2 separate regions of the Mus musculus genome follow, and region 1 is linked to region 2. The links are chromatin contacts, called in public promoter capture Hi-C maps. All regions are on one chromosome and are shown on one strand. Each heading gives the region's core, a stretch centred on a gene start, on an enhancer-like site or on the middle of the called end of the contact. The rest is flanking DNA. Distances are from core to core; before and after follow the strand shown. Region 1 holds the start of Hsd17b12 (hydroxysteroid (17-beta) dehydrogenase 12). Region 2 holds the start of Cwc22 (CWC22 spliceosome-associated protein).

Region 1 (6,507 bases), core at 3,855-6,354, about 16 Mb after region 2:
CACTAGCTCTAATGCTCTCGTGCTGAGGAGCCATGCACTGACAGCTGACAGGACCAATCCCTGAAGTCCAGGACTGTAGCAGGAAGAGTTGAATGTGCCTGTACCATAACCTTGAGCTACACCAGCAGCAGGTACTGAGTCAGTAACACTGAAGGCTCAGGAGATAGATGCCCACGGCCCGTCCCTGCTAATGCTTCCCATCTCCTAGGAACAAGCAGCAGAAGTGGACTGGTGATGACAGTGGGCACAAGCTTTCCACGGCCCGTCTGGAGAGGAGCCACTGGGAAAGCACACAGAAGAATTTGTAAGGCTTAGAAATGAGAGCCTCTGTATACCTTGAAATTTGAGTCAAAGGAATTTCCTAACAGATTATATTTGGAGAAGGATCAAAGATGACCTCAAGGTTTTTCAAATGTACTTGAAAAACTGCACACAACTGAATCTGTCTAAGTCTATCCTAGCTTTTCCTTACTGAAGGGAGCTAGACACAAAGAACTGCCTGGTAAGATTTTACTAAGCACAGAATTCTCCTGTGGCCAGGCTCATTACCTCCCAATGATCCTTTTATAACTTCAGATTGTTAGCATGAAGTTGGCTATGTCTCTTCATTCCAACAATCCCCACTAATCAAATATATGTGCTTTGTATGAATATAATATGATAAAGATTGCTTATTACCCATGAAAATGTACAAGACTACATTAGAAACATATTTATCTCACTTAAAAGATGAAGTTATACTTGGAGGTTAGCTATCTTTGTTCAAGGTCACTTAGTGAGCAAAAAAGTTTACCTTTGCCCAGATGACTCTAAAGCCAATCTGTTAACCATATTACAACATAACACCCTTGAGAGGTCCTCATTGTTAAAGTTCTTAGATTGTCTAGCCTTCCCTCCATTCCTCCTATGACTAGGTTATTGAAATAGTAACATCACTTAATGGTGGTACAAGTAACTTTTTAGAAAGCAGAGTATCAAATTCCCAGCTGGAGAGAAGACACAATTTACCTTGTTTTCCTAGGGAGAAAAAACAAAAATCAGAAACTCAAACAAAGCTATCTTTCTGAGAGAGGCTTTTCTATTCACACTGTGGTATTACGGGATTCCTTGAGACAATAATAACCCAGCACTGGGCCACTCAACAAGCTGATCACTCAGACCCTGCTAACAGAATTCTCAGACCACAGTGCCTTCATTTTTCCTTTCCCCAGAGAAAAACGCTATCTGCCAGCTGTTCTTGCCTCTGCGTTCTGCCACTCTTCACCAGGCTATCTCGGGCAGACGCTTGAGAGCTCCGCTGGGGAATCACTTTCAGAGACAGCTCCGATGTCCCTCCCAAGCTCCCGGAGCACTAAGCACACTGCTTTCCCACCACAATCTGCTCAGGAGCTGCCCATTTGCCATCTCACTGGCCCTTACTCAAACAGACACTCAGAAACTGCTTTGACTAAACAGCACTGGCTCCCCACTTGGGCCCACGTGGCAACCAAATGCCAGAGGGAAGCTTGGCATTTCTTCCGTCTTTCTGTGCCTGTCCTTGGCTGCTGAAATCATATAAACTGTACATTCTGAAATTCCAGGAAGGGCAAGGAATAAACCTTCCAGCCCAGGTGTTGGCCACTGTTCACAAGGGCAGAGAACATCCTGGAACAGACATTTCTGATCAGTGTGTCACTGATCAGCCTGTAGCAACCAAAATGGTCCCTTCAGAGAATCACAACTAGGACAGGATGACAGAGAGGAACTTCTCATGCCAGCTCAAAGGAACAAAGGTGAGACAAGGAAGAGTCAGTAGGGGTCAAGACCACACCCTGACCACAGCTGCTTAATTATGCACACCACTTGCCCAATTTCTCCCTGATTTAATCTAAAGTTTTGGCTGAACACACACTTGGGATCACGGGACTCTTTCTCTGTTCCTCTCCCAACGTGGCCAACTGCAGTAACCTTTCCTCCATTTTCACCATTACTTGGAAACAGGTAGCTGAGCCCAGCCTGAAGAAGCTGCCAGCAGGTTTTTTGTTGTTGTTGTTTGTTGCTTGTTTTTTGTTTTTCGAGACAGGGTTTCTCTGTTTAGCCCTGGCTGTCCTGGAACTCACTTTGTAGACCAGGCTGGCCTCGAACTCAGGGATCTGCCTGCCTCTGCCTCCCAAGTGCTGGGATTAAAGGCGTGTGCCACCACCACTCGGCTTAGAGCAGGGGTTTTTTTGCCCTAAAAAAAATCACACTAGATTACTAGCATAAGATCCATGGCCCCACCCAATAGTGTTATACCAAACTAAGAACAAGAAAAAAGAAGCAAAATAAAATAGTAACTTTCCAAATGTATCCTTATCTACAAATAGCATTTAGTGGCATTGGAACCGATCTACACTAATTTATTTGCTTATACAATCTAAACTTAATAATTTTATTATCCTATTAATTCAACAATTATGTCCTAGTTTGCTTTCAACTACTATGATAAAGACCATGACCAAAAACAACTTAGAGAAAGATCACAGACCATGGAAGAAAGTCAGAGTAGGATGCAAAGCAGGAACCTGGAGGCAGAAACTGAAGCAGAGGCCATGCAGGAATGCTCACTTGCTCTTCTTGACTAAGTGTTTTATACAGTCCAGGGTCCAGGGATGGTCCAGCCTACATCAATCCCTAATAGGCAGAATGCCCTCACAGACCTGCCTACAGGCCAATCTGATGAGTGCATTTTCTCAACTTAAATGTCCTCCTCCCAGATGACCCAGGCTTATGCCAAGTTGACAAAAACTGAACCACTACTAATTTCTACAGAATAAACTATTTAACTGTCTATAGAGAAGAAGATAAATTAACATCACGGACTGAAATTAGAGCACCCTAAGAATGCTTCCCACTAGCATGTATTTACAGATCACCCAGGAATGAGCACTCAAGATTGAGACAGCAATCCTGTAAGGGAGAAAACAATGCTGCCTACATATTAGCATTAACCCTACTATCCCAACTCTCCCCAGCTCAATGCCTAACCACAGCTTACCGGGACCCCAGGTGCTGCCTCTGCTAGTCTGTCTTCTACATAGTATGCTACTCCCACCCAACCGCTGCCAAGGAAGAACTCATCTGAATCCTAGTTCTGAAATATCTGAATTTGAAGAGTAAGAAAGTGTTTAAAGATGTAGGTTACATACATATGTTTATGAGTTACAAGTGAGGACTTAGTTTACATTTCCTCGGGGGAGGGGTGCTGTTTTATCTGGGGAGGTGCTATCTGTACCAAAGCATTCATGTGGAGAGAAGTCAGTCTCTCCTCTGTGGATAATCCTGAGCATGGAAATCAGGCTGTCAAGTGTAGGCCAGGTGCCGTTACCTGCTAAGCCATCTTGCTTATCATTTCTTTTGCTTAAGCATTAAAAAAAAAAAAAAAAAAAAAAAAAAAAAAACCAAAACCCCAAACAATTGACCCCAACTATACTTCACTTCCATATGACACCACAGTTCTCTTTCATATCCCAATGTTCTAGGTCAAATTTCTTTTCTAAATCTGCCAGAAATGCTTTCCTAATTTTTACCAGTTTCCCTTTGTCTGGATGGAGCCAAACCTACCTTGAACGTGGCAAACCCTTGACTTTCACTCTGCGTTTTAGACTGTGCAAACAATTTACAATAATAAAGCTAAAGCAACACTGGGCTTTCTTTGCAAGTTTCATTTTATTGGATAACTGATTTCCTATGGGATTACTGTTGCATTGACTTAAAAAAAAATAAAAATAAGCCAACAAACAACTTTTTCCAAGCTGACAACAAAGAAACTGACCAAGTCAATTGTGAAATTATATCATCTGAATCTTAATCACAGCGAGCACTTTTTCCCCCAGGGACTATGAAAAGTGATTTTGGAAAGTTGTATAAAATCACTGTTTGCCCCACATCAAGGAAAGGGGCTCACAAACTCATTTCTACTTGAAATATTTTCTCCTATTATTAGGGTGTTGTCCCAAAAGATTAACTGTCATGTCTTTTCTAAGTCGTTTAAATGTTCTTTAATGAACAGAACAAACCTGAAAAGTAACATGATTTCTGTCCTGTGTTTAGTCCGTAGGCAACCGCACCCCAATATTCTATAAAATGTTTGAGTCGTGAACAGTGAGTTACAAAACACCAGAGAGCCACACATACATCATGATTACATGGGTGTTTGTTTTAAAGCCCTTCTCTCAAAAAATAGAAACAAAGGTGAGAGGGCTGAACTAGGATTTTCTCAACTTCTCTGATACGACCTTCGTTCTCATTTTTAAAATCTGTCAACTGAAAAGAAGAAGGTTCGCGTGTTTTGGTCACTTTTTGTAAAGACATTTTCCGCAAACTCTTGCAAAAAGTACTGAATACGATAGGAAGACTTTGTTTTCCCAGAACAGCGCTTCTTAGTCATTGAAACTCCAGAATAATTTACCAAGATTTCCTCCGACACCGCCTCCACCTCCCCCCTCCCCAAAAGGACTTGTTAAATTACATGAAACAAACCCAATTCAAGTAACTGGAGAATCAAGTTTCCCAAGATCCTAACTTCTGAAATCGTTGTCCCTGCAACCCTTCTTCCTATCTTCACCTATGCTCTCATCCATAGCACAGGGCCAGTTTTCAAGCCAAGTGAAAAACTTTATTTTAAAAAATAAATAAACACTGCAAGGGACACAGCGGACAATGCGCCTGACTCCGGCCGCCTGCCCAGGAGGGCTCCAACAGGACAAGTCCGGGGAGTTAAGAAAGGTCTCCTCCGTGCCCACCAGGCAGCAGCAGGTCAGATCACCCACCCCGCCAGTGCGCTCAGGGTCTGGAGAAGTTTCCGCGCTCCAGAGCGGGCTCGCTGAGCGCGAGCGACAGGGGAACAAGGGCCACAGCGTGGTCGCGGCTTGTGGTTCCACTCACCTGCCCATTCTCCGAGTCGCGGACCGACCAAGGCCTCGTTGCCCACGCACCACACCTGGAAGGCCCTGAAGAGCGAGTACGAGGCTCGCAGGGCCAGGTAGGCAATGGTGCTCGCGCCCACCCAGTACAGGAAGCCGGCCGCCGGGGGAGCGCACTCCATGGCTCGTGACTAGGCCTCACTACTACGGTGAATGGGGAAGGAAAAAAAAAAAAAGAATGAATGGGACGAGGAGGCGGTGCCGCCGTGACGGCGAAGACGCAGCGAATAGACGTGATTTTTTGAACGCTTTAGGTCTAAGACCCGCCTACATAGTCATATCCATGTGTCTATTGGTGACTTCTCTTTCCTGTAAGCGTACTATGTCTCCTATTGGTTAGCCTTCGTTTCGTAGCCCCGCCCACAATCCCCTTCGGCGCGCTCAGAGCCGCATTTCCGTATTAAGACAGTGGCTCGCTCACAAGCCGCTCAACGTTTGGCTCCGCCCACAAGCTTTACCTCGCACCACCGAAGCGCAGGGATCTCTCATTGGCAGAGGCGGCCCTTACGACTGCGGAAGGCTGCGCGCTGATTGGCCAGTGATACCTAACTGGGTTTAGCTCACATTTCAGGAAGGAATGGAACCGGAAAGGGAAGAATATAGTAGAAGTCCGGGAGGAGCTGGAGTAGTGCTTGTGATTACGTCTTAGTAATAACCGCTTTCGGATTGTTAATTCCTCAGACTTTTCAGATGAAGGTTTACGGTTCCCCTTTGTCTGCAGAGCACGCTTTCGCTCCATTTTTTTGAATGACTGCCTTAGCTCCCACAATGAACTTTATACTTGTTCCCAATAATTCGGAATTCCAGAAAACTCTACTGTGTAGTAGCGTTAACAGTTGTAAGATGAATGAAAAGTATCCTACAAGAACAGAGCTTATGGAGCAATTCTGGGAAACTCAAATTTTTTTATTGGACCTGGTCCAGTAAAAACCAAAATCATTTTATTTTTGTTTTGTGGGAGGATATTAAAGAGATATTTGTGTCCTATACTTTTTACTGTAAGACAATCAAAACAATAAAATCAAAACAGGAACCGATTCACCCCCATCAAGGGACTTCATGCTGGGATAAAAGAAAACCTAAAACGTGGGCAAACACTTCCAGAACACCTTACAGGGGAGGCAATGAGGGGCCAGTGGTGAGCTGGCTGGACCACACTTTGACTTGCTTAGATTTATGTTACTCTGGCCCATTCTTAAACCATAACTGCACATCAGAACCTAAAACATGGCTTTGGTGGAAGGTACTGGGTCTCTTTATAACTTTTCCCAAATCTTTTTTTATTCTTTTCTTTTCCTGCTGTTCTGCACTATTAATTTGACTGTTTTAGCTGACTTAGGAAGGACAGGTGACCGAAACTCACTTGTTGATGCACAAGCTGTGGCCCTGACTCTGAAAACAGGCCTTATGCTTGAGCAGCAAATACTTTACCCACCAAGCAATCTCCCCTGCCCTGAAGGGAAGCTTTAAGGGGACACAAAAATCTGATCTCTGGAAGAGCATGGAAGTACTTCAGCGGACAGGGAGACAGACATAAAGTAAACAAATGGAGTCGCTGTTCAGG
Region 2 (7,344 bases), core at 451-2,950:
AGAGGGGTTAGGCTGAGGTATTTAATTTAAATTGGGCATGTCAATTAGTTGACCCCAGAGAGGTTTTGGATTGTTGGACTTCAATGCTTTGATAGCTGGATCTCTGCAGGTTAGATCAGGGAACAGATCTTGGGGGCTAGCTTGAGGAATGTGATCTAACGGTTTTTAACAAGACACGGGGACTTGGGAAGGAGAGCCTTGTCCACCACATTCAAGCTGGCTAGAGTTCCTGCAGTAATTTCAGACTTACAGAGAAAACAAGGGAAATCTGACAGAAAAACCCTCAAAGACATTAGTTCCAATCTGCTGTATTACCGATAATCACTTCTTTCTGGAACTGGTCTATTTCCAGACTGAGTCTGACTGGGCCAGTCATGAACAAGGTAGGACTCAACTAAAATAACCAGTCTAAACCCGGCTAGCCCACACCTTTAATCCCAGCACTCAGAAAGCAGAGGCAGGCAGAACTCTTTAAATTTGAGGTCAGCCTGCTCTAAGGAGTGAGTTCCAAGACAGTCAAGACTACACAGAGAACAGGAAAAATAAATAAACAAAAGGCAGTTTAAATACAGAGCACAATTAACAGAAAAGGTAGCTCATTTTCACATGTATGGATCTTTTTTGCCTTCATATACATATAGGGACAGTTCAAGTTGCTGGTGCAAGTGGCTATCAGCAAGCAGGTATCCAGTCCCCTGAATCTGATATTATAATTTGTTGTGATCCATCTTGTGGGTGCTTGGATCGAACCTAGATCCCTCTGAAAGAGTGCTTTTAACCACTGGGCAAACTCACCAACGGCTTGCCGGGGCTCAGTTACTGTTTCTATTAATACCTTTCCCCAAATTATTCTTCCGGGGGGCGGGGGGGCGAGTTAAGTGGCTACAATGTATCAAAAAAGTCTTGCATTTAGAGCAGGTCAAACAGCTGGCACAGTGCTGTTTGTACTGTAGGGCCTGCAGCTCGCTAGGGGCAGGAACTGCAAACCCATGTTTGGAAGTTGCAAATAGTAGAGGCTTTTAGAGTTAAGGTTAACTACGTATGCGACCTAAACACAGAAGATGCGAAACATGGATCACTAGGGCTAAACATGACAGGGGTTCAGTCAAGTCAATGAAAACGATCCATAAATGAAAATGTAATAGAATTGGCTACTGGGATAAGCTGGAATGAGGCAAACGCGTTACCAGAATTTATTAATGCCAGCCCCGGGACGCCGACTGGGGACGCGACCCAGGGTGCTCCCAGGAGAGGTGTTCACCGACAACCCAGACCAAGGCCCAGACACGCACGCCCCGCCGCCGGCGCTAGGCCCAGCCGGCTCACACGGCACCTCGCGGGCCGCCGGTGGAGACGGCGCAGCCACATGAGGAAAGCAAGGCCCACCGGGCAAGCGCCCACTCGCAAGTCCCTGCCCTCTCCACGCGACCTAGCAACCCGCCGCCCCCACTCTGGCTCCTAGTCTATCCCGAGTCTTCAGAGTTCCGTAATTACCTAAAGCTCCACCGCGCCGCCATCATACCGGAAGAGCGTCAGTTCCCTTTCCCGGGTGAAAGTAGCGCGAGAAATTAGTGAAAAACTGGTAGTGAATTGGCAGGTATGTGATACGATTAATGATAATGCGGTATAGTAACACCTTGAGTCAAAGCAATCCAGCTAGTAACACTGTCATTCCTTACAAAGAACACGAGAAAAGAACATGTGAGTCCGAGTGAACTACAAAGTCCAGCATGCTCTGGCAGCGCGGACGGAAATGAGTTGTAGTTGGACCGCAGTGCATGACGGGAATTGTAGTTCGTTCGGATAGGAGGTCACACTAGAGACACTTTTGAGAGCTAGGTTTTCGAGGCATGCTTCTTATTCTAACACTACTCATCTTCTAAAGCCATAAAAAGTAGCTCTTAGTAGACACCGTAGCTTTTCTTTCTTTTTTTTTTTTTTCAGTGTAAAAGCTTAACACTAAGATACATACTATGAAACTACCGCAGAGGCTTACTATATAATACCTTGCCTGAAAATAATAAAAAAAGTAGCGATCCCTTTCAGATTTTTGACAGAAGCTTTACCAAAAGTCTGTTTGGGAGAAGAGGGGAAAGTGACAAAATGTTTAGTATCTATTAAGTTCCAAGATTTTAAATTCAAGTGAATGGAAGACTATCTGATTATAAATGATATGTTGTAAGGACAGTGAGAAGTAAATTGGAGGCCCAACATGGTGGTGTCTGCCTTTACTCCAAATATTTTGGAGGCTGAGACTGGCACTGTGTGTTCCAAGACATCCAGAGCTACATAATGAGCCCCTGTCTTGAAAGAGAGAGAGAGAGAGAGAGAGAGAGAGAGAGAGAGAGAGAGGAAGGTGAAAAAAGAAAAGAAGCAAGTTGCCTGGCGTGGTGGCACATGCCTTTAATCCCAGCACTCTGGAGGCAGAGGCAGGTGGATTTCTGAGTTCGAGGCCAGCCTGGTCTACAAAGTGAGTTCCAGGACAGCCAGGGCTATACAGAGAAACCCTGTCTCCGAAAATAAATAAATTAATTAATTAATTAAAAAATTAAAAAAAAAAGAAGCAAGTTGTATTTATGATACTTTCAGGGTTGGAATGTGAAATCTGTAACGAGTTTAGAGCACTGGCCTCAATTATACTGTTTCCTTAGTCTTTGATTTTCAGTGTTACCAAAAGGTAAGTGTTAAAGAGCATGCTAATGTGATTGGAAAGCTCTTCCTAAAACAACATCATCTTTATATTTCAAAGTATTTTGTAAACCAGGCCTGGCTTCTCCAAGAATTTTGTTTATTTTTTAAACAGGGACAAGGTCTCACTATGTAGCCCTGGCTGGCCTGGAACTTACTATGTAGACCAGGCTGGTCTTGAACTCACAGAGATCTGCCTGGCTCTGCTTCCTAGGGGCTGGCATCAAATGCCTGGGGCAGTAAGCTCTGCTTCTTTATTATAATTTTAGGGTGATTGAGCTTTCAGCCTTTTCCTAGAGATAGTATGACTTTGTTAGCGTTTCTCCTGCTATAAAGTGACACCATGACTACAGCAATTGTTATATTCAAACAAACAAACAAATGAACAAACAAACAGCCAATCTAATTGGCTTACAACAGAGGTTTATTCCATTATTGTGATGGTGGAATTCATGGTGGGGAGTTTTATGGCATCTAAGTAGTAGGGGGGCTAGAGAAGGAGTTGAGAATTCTATATCTAGATCCACAGACAGCAGGAGAAGACGTTCAAACACTGGCCAGGCGTGGGCATCTGAGAAGCCCACCTCAGTGACACACTTCCTTCCACTGCACCAAGTCTACCTCAACAAAGCCACACCTCCTAATTCCTGTGAGTCTATGTGGGCCATTTTTATTCAAACCCCCACAGGGTGTAAACAAAATAAAAATCCTGGGCTAGGCACTTTAATCCCATAATTTAAGAGGCAGACCTGTGTTCAAGTGTTCAAGGCCAGCCTGATCTATATAGTCAGTTCTCAGCCAGCCAAGGCTACGTAGTGAGCTTTTAATACTAGTACTTGGGAAGCAGAGGCAGATAGCTCTCTAAGAGTTTGAGGCTAGCCTGGTATACAGAGTGAGTTTCAAGCCAGCCAAGGCTACATAGCAAGACCATGTCAAAAGCAGAAAGAAAACAAGGCAAATCAAACCAGCAACAACAATATCAATAAAGCAAAGGGAATAATAAAATTCTAGAGCTGGTCCTCACTGTGTATTAGAGTTTCTAAAAGAGCAGTTTTGATAGAATGAATATATAATAAGAGATGTATCAGGCTGGCTTAAAAGATGTGGTATGAATAATTATCTTAGTTAGGTTTTTATTGCTGTGAAGAGACACTGTGACCATGGCAACTCTTATGAAGGAAAAGATTTATTGGGGCTGGTTTACAGTTTCAGAAGTTTAGTCTGTTATCACAATGGACAGGAAAAATGGTGGCACTTGGGCAGACATGGTGCTAGAGAAGGAGTTGAGAGTTCTACATCTTGATCTGCAGGCACCAAGGAGATTATGTGCCACACTGGGCATAGCTTGAGCATAGGAGATGCCAACAATGACACACTTCCTCCAACTAGGTCATACTTCCTAATAGTGTCACTCCCTATGGACCAAGCATTGATTAGGTCTCTGTGGGCATACCTATTTAAAACACCAAAATAGTCCAAGGACAGCTGCCTCACAGTGGAAGGGGCAAGAATTCTGTTGTTCCTCAGTCCATGAGACTGCAGTCTCTGTATTCCTGTCTGGTGTTGGGAGTCCTGGAAGGCTCCTGGAGAGCTGCTGTTTTTCACTCTGTGTTGGAATCCTCAAGAAGTTGGATTCAATACTGGCAGCAACAGGATAGACCAACCTGCTATTGATGGAGAAGGTGAAGACAAAAAACAGTTTCTCTCCTCCATGTCTTTTTATGTGGGCTGCCCCCAGGAGGTATGGATGAGATTTAGGATGAGTCTTCCTTCTTCAAATGATCTGATTAAGATAATCCCGCAGGAGTGTCCGGGAGCTTTGGTTTTAGTTGATTCTACATATAGAATGTAAGAGTCTTTGATTTGTGAAGAATGATACTCCAGACTCAAATAGTGTGCAACAGGAAAGAGTGTTTATTCTGCAAAGAACCTGCATGCAGGGTTCCACCATACATCAGGATGGAAGACAAAAGTAAGGGCTTTGCAGTGTCAAATGTAAATCCTATTAAGGTAGGAGAGGATGACTCTTAACTTCTTTCCCTTGATTGATTGGCTCTATCTCTAGGGGTATGAGTGTCTTTGTCATTGGTTAAGTGTCTGGGAGATTCTGCGAACTTATGCTGGCTCTATACTATATTATATACTATATACTATATACTATATACTATATACTATACTATACTATACTATACTATACTATACTATACTATACTATACTATACTATACTATACTTGGCTCAAGCTAGGTAGTGGGGCAGCTTTCTGACTGGCTGCCCATGAGGGGTGATTTTATATGGAATTGACTTGCTTTGGACTTGTCCAGTTCTGAGAAACAAAAACCTAGGCCTACTCTCCCAAACTGCCAGTTTGTAGTCTGTCCCGGAGTCAGCCTAGCTCTGGCTAACTCAGGACTCTCAAGTCAAGTTGTCAACTGAGGTTAGCCATCTTAAACTCATGTGTTACAAGAGATTCTGGTCTTCAGGGCTGAAGACACAGCTGTGATGAACATGAGTCCAGCTCCACTACAGTGAAACTTTTGCTTTGCTGGGGTAATTGGCAGGAGTCAGCTGGAGATGACGAAGTAGGCCTGATTAAGAAGAGAGCAGCATGCTTTTAATCCCAGCACCTGGGAGACAGAGGGAGAAGGATCTCTGTGAGTTTAAGGCCAGCCTGATCTACAGAGTGAGTTCCAGGACAGCCAGGGCTACATGGAGAGATATGATCCCTTCCTAGCTAAGCTTCCAATGTGTAAAAGAGCATAAGGTGTTTCCTGCTCCTGTCTAACATCAACAAGCAAAAGATGCTGCAATGCCATCCAGGGGTCCAAAATTCATCCCTAACTGGCAATTGAACTTGGCAGTGTTGTCTACCAGGTGCTAGCTTTAAGATTCTGGAGGATGGGAGAATAAAGAATCATGGATTACCCCCCACCCCCGTGGGAAGTTTCAGAGTGCCCCTGAGATGGGGAGTGTATGGTGGAGAGTCTCTATGTGAAGACCTTGAGACACTATTTGTTAAGCTTTGGAAGTAAAGCCTAGATTGCACTGGAGCCCCAATGATGCTGGAGATGCCAGAGTTGTGGGATGTCTGACAAGGAGAGCTGCACACAACAAGTGGAACTATTCCAAAGATAGATGTATAGTGTAAGTAGAAAAGCTGGAGAAGCAGATGATTTAAGCCCTTTGACACTGGCCATGGAGCTACAGGATTTGACATTCACTCTGCTGAGTCCTCTTCTTGCTTCGGTTCAGTATTTCCTTACTGTGTCCCCATTTCTCCCTTCTACCTAAATTCTAAGCCAATTCGCGTTGAAGGTATGGAATATACCTTTTTATTTTATAGGTGGTTATAATTAAGAGATTTCCTGGAGTCTCAGAAGAGACTTAGGACTTAACAGTGTTGAGCCTGGAAGAATATGGGGCCGTTGGGAGTGGAACTAAATGTATTTGCATTATGGTTTGGACATGAGCCTACGGGGGTCAGGGAGCCTATGTAGTGTCTTGAATGTGATGCCCCATAGTCTTGGGGATTTGAATACTCAGTTCCCAGTTGGTGGCAGTGTTTGAGAAGCTTAATGGGGTGTGGCCTTGCTGAAGGATGTCATTGAGGGAGGGCACTAAGATTTCAAAAGCGACATGCCATTCCCAGTTCACTCTCTATGCTTCCTCATTACAGTTTGGAGATGCAAGCCCTCAACTTCCTGCTCCAGTGGCCATTGCTCCAATCATCCATCACAGACTCTTACCCCGCTGCAACCATAAGCCCAAATAAACCCTTTCTTAGAAAAGTAACTACTTTAACCACTGTGTGAATCATGACTCCCATTATTTATTCATAAACTATCTACCCATCCAAGTTACTTTACATTCTGTACTCACTTCCTAATATTTTAAAGAGGAATAATGCTAATCACTTTCATGCAGTTGTAAGTATTGCATTAGCTGATAAACATGATATATTCAAGATAACCACTAAGTGTGTCACCAATTCATTTCATGTTTAAGAGATTTGTCCACTGTTAATTATTTATTTGAGGTTGTTAAAATATTTGAGCTAATATGTGTTCATTGTAATAGAGGCGAGACAGATGAGAGAGATCCACCACAAGGAGCACCAGGCACACATGAAGCTTTGTCAAAGCACTATTCAGTTCTGTTAGAAATCACTGTCGTTGTTAATGAGAAATCCTTGCAGCATTACCATAGTCGGTTCTTACCATATTCATGTCTCTATAAACAAGCAAGTATTGGGTGATGATGCAATTGGGCTCCTCGATTGGCAGCTGTTAATCCCTCCCTTATTTCCCTGGACTTCTTAAGCAAAAGGACTGTGAGTCAGCCAGCACAGTCAGCCCAGTATCCAGACTTCTTACACTTTCTCTACTCGTGGCCTCTCTTTTCCCAAGGAAATCATATATATCACAGTTATATAGGCATGTGAAATACCTGGGCAAATTCTATCCGTATAACTTGAACCACCTCTAATTCCAATTGTTGATTGATCCTGTTATTGATGCCCCTAATGCATTTTCAATTTCTTTTTTTTTTTTTCCATTTTTTATTAGGTATTTAACTCATTTACATTTCCAATGCTATACCAAAAGTCCCCCATATCCACCCACCCCCACTCCCCTGCCCACCCACTCCCCCTTTTTGG

What was found. Promoter capture Hi-C pulls out the DNA fragments that hold promoters and counts their contacts.
Region 1: a contact with region 2 is called in a promoter capture Hi-C map of pre-B cells, with 5 times the contacts expected there. The contact joins the promoter of Hsd17b12 here to the promoter of Cwc22 in region 2. A contact is called at or near these places in 2 of 39 promoter capture datasets (cranial neural crest and pre-B cells) and 1 of 484 Hi-C or Micro-C datasets (pre-B cells).

What each region holds. Positions count from the first base shown.
Region 1 is chr2:94,152,805-94,159,311 of GRCm38.p6, forward strand. It overlaps Hsd17b12 (hydroxysteroid (17-beta) dehydrogenase 12), which reads right to left and starts at 5,105. Exons shown (of 11, transcript NM_019657.4): 1 at 4,906-5,105. The coding sequence starts at 5,065. Gm39885 (a long non-coding RNA gene) reads left to right here and starts at 5,360. Exons shown (of 3, transcript XR_866573.3): 1 at 5,360-6,507.
Region 2 is chr2:77,944,656-77,951,999 of GRCm38.p6, forward strand. It overlaps Cwc22 (CWC22 spliceosome-associated protein), which reads right to left and starts at 1,701. Exons shown (of 20, transcript NM_001362658.1): 1 at 1,495-1,701.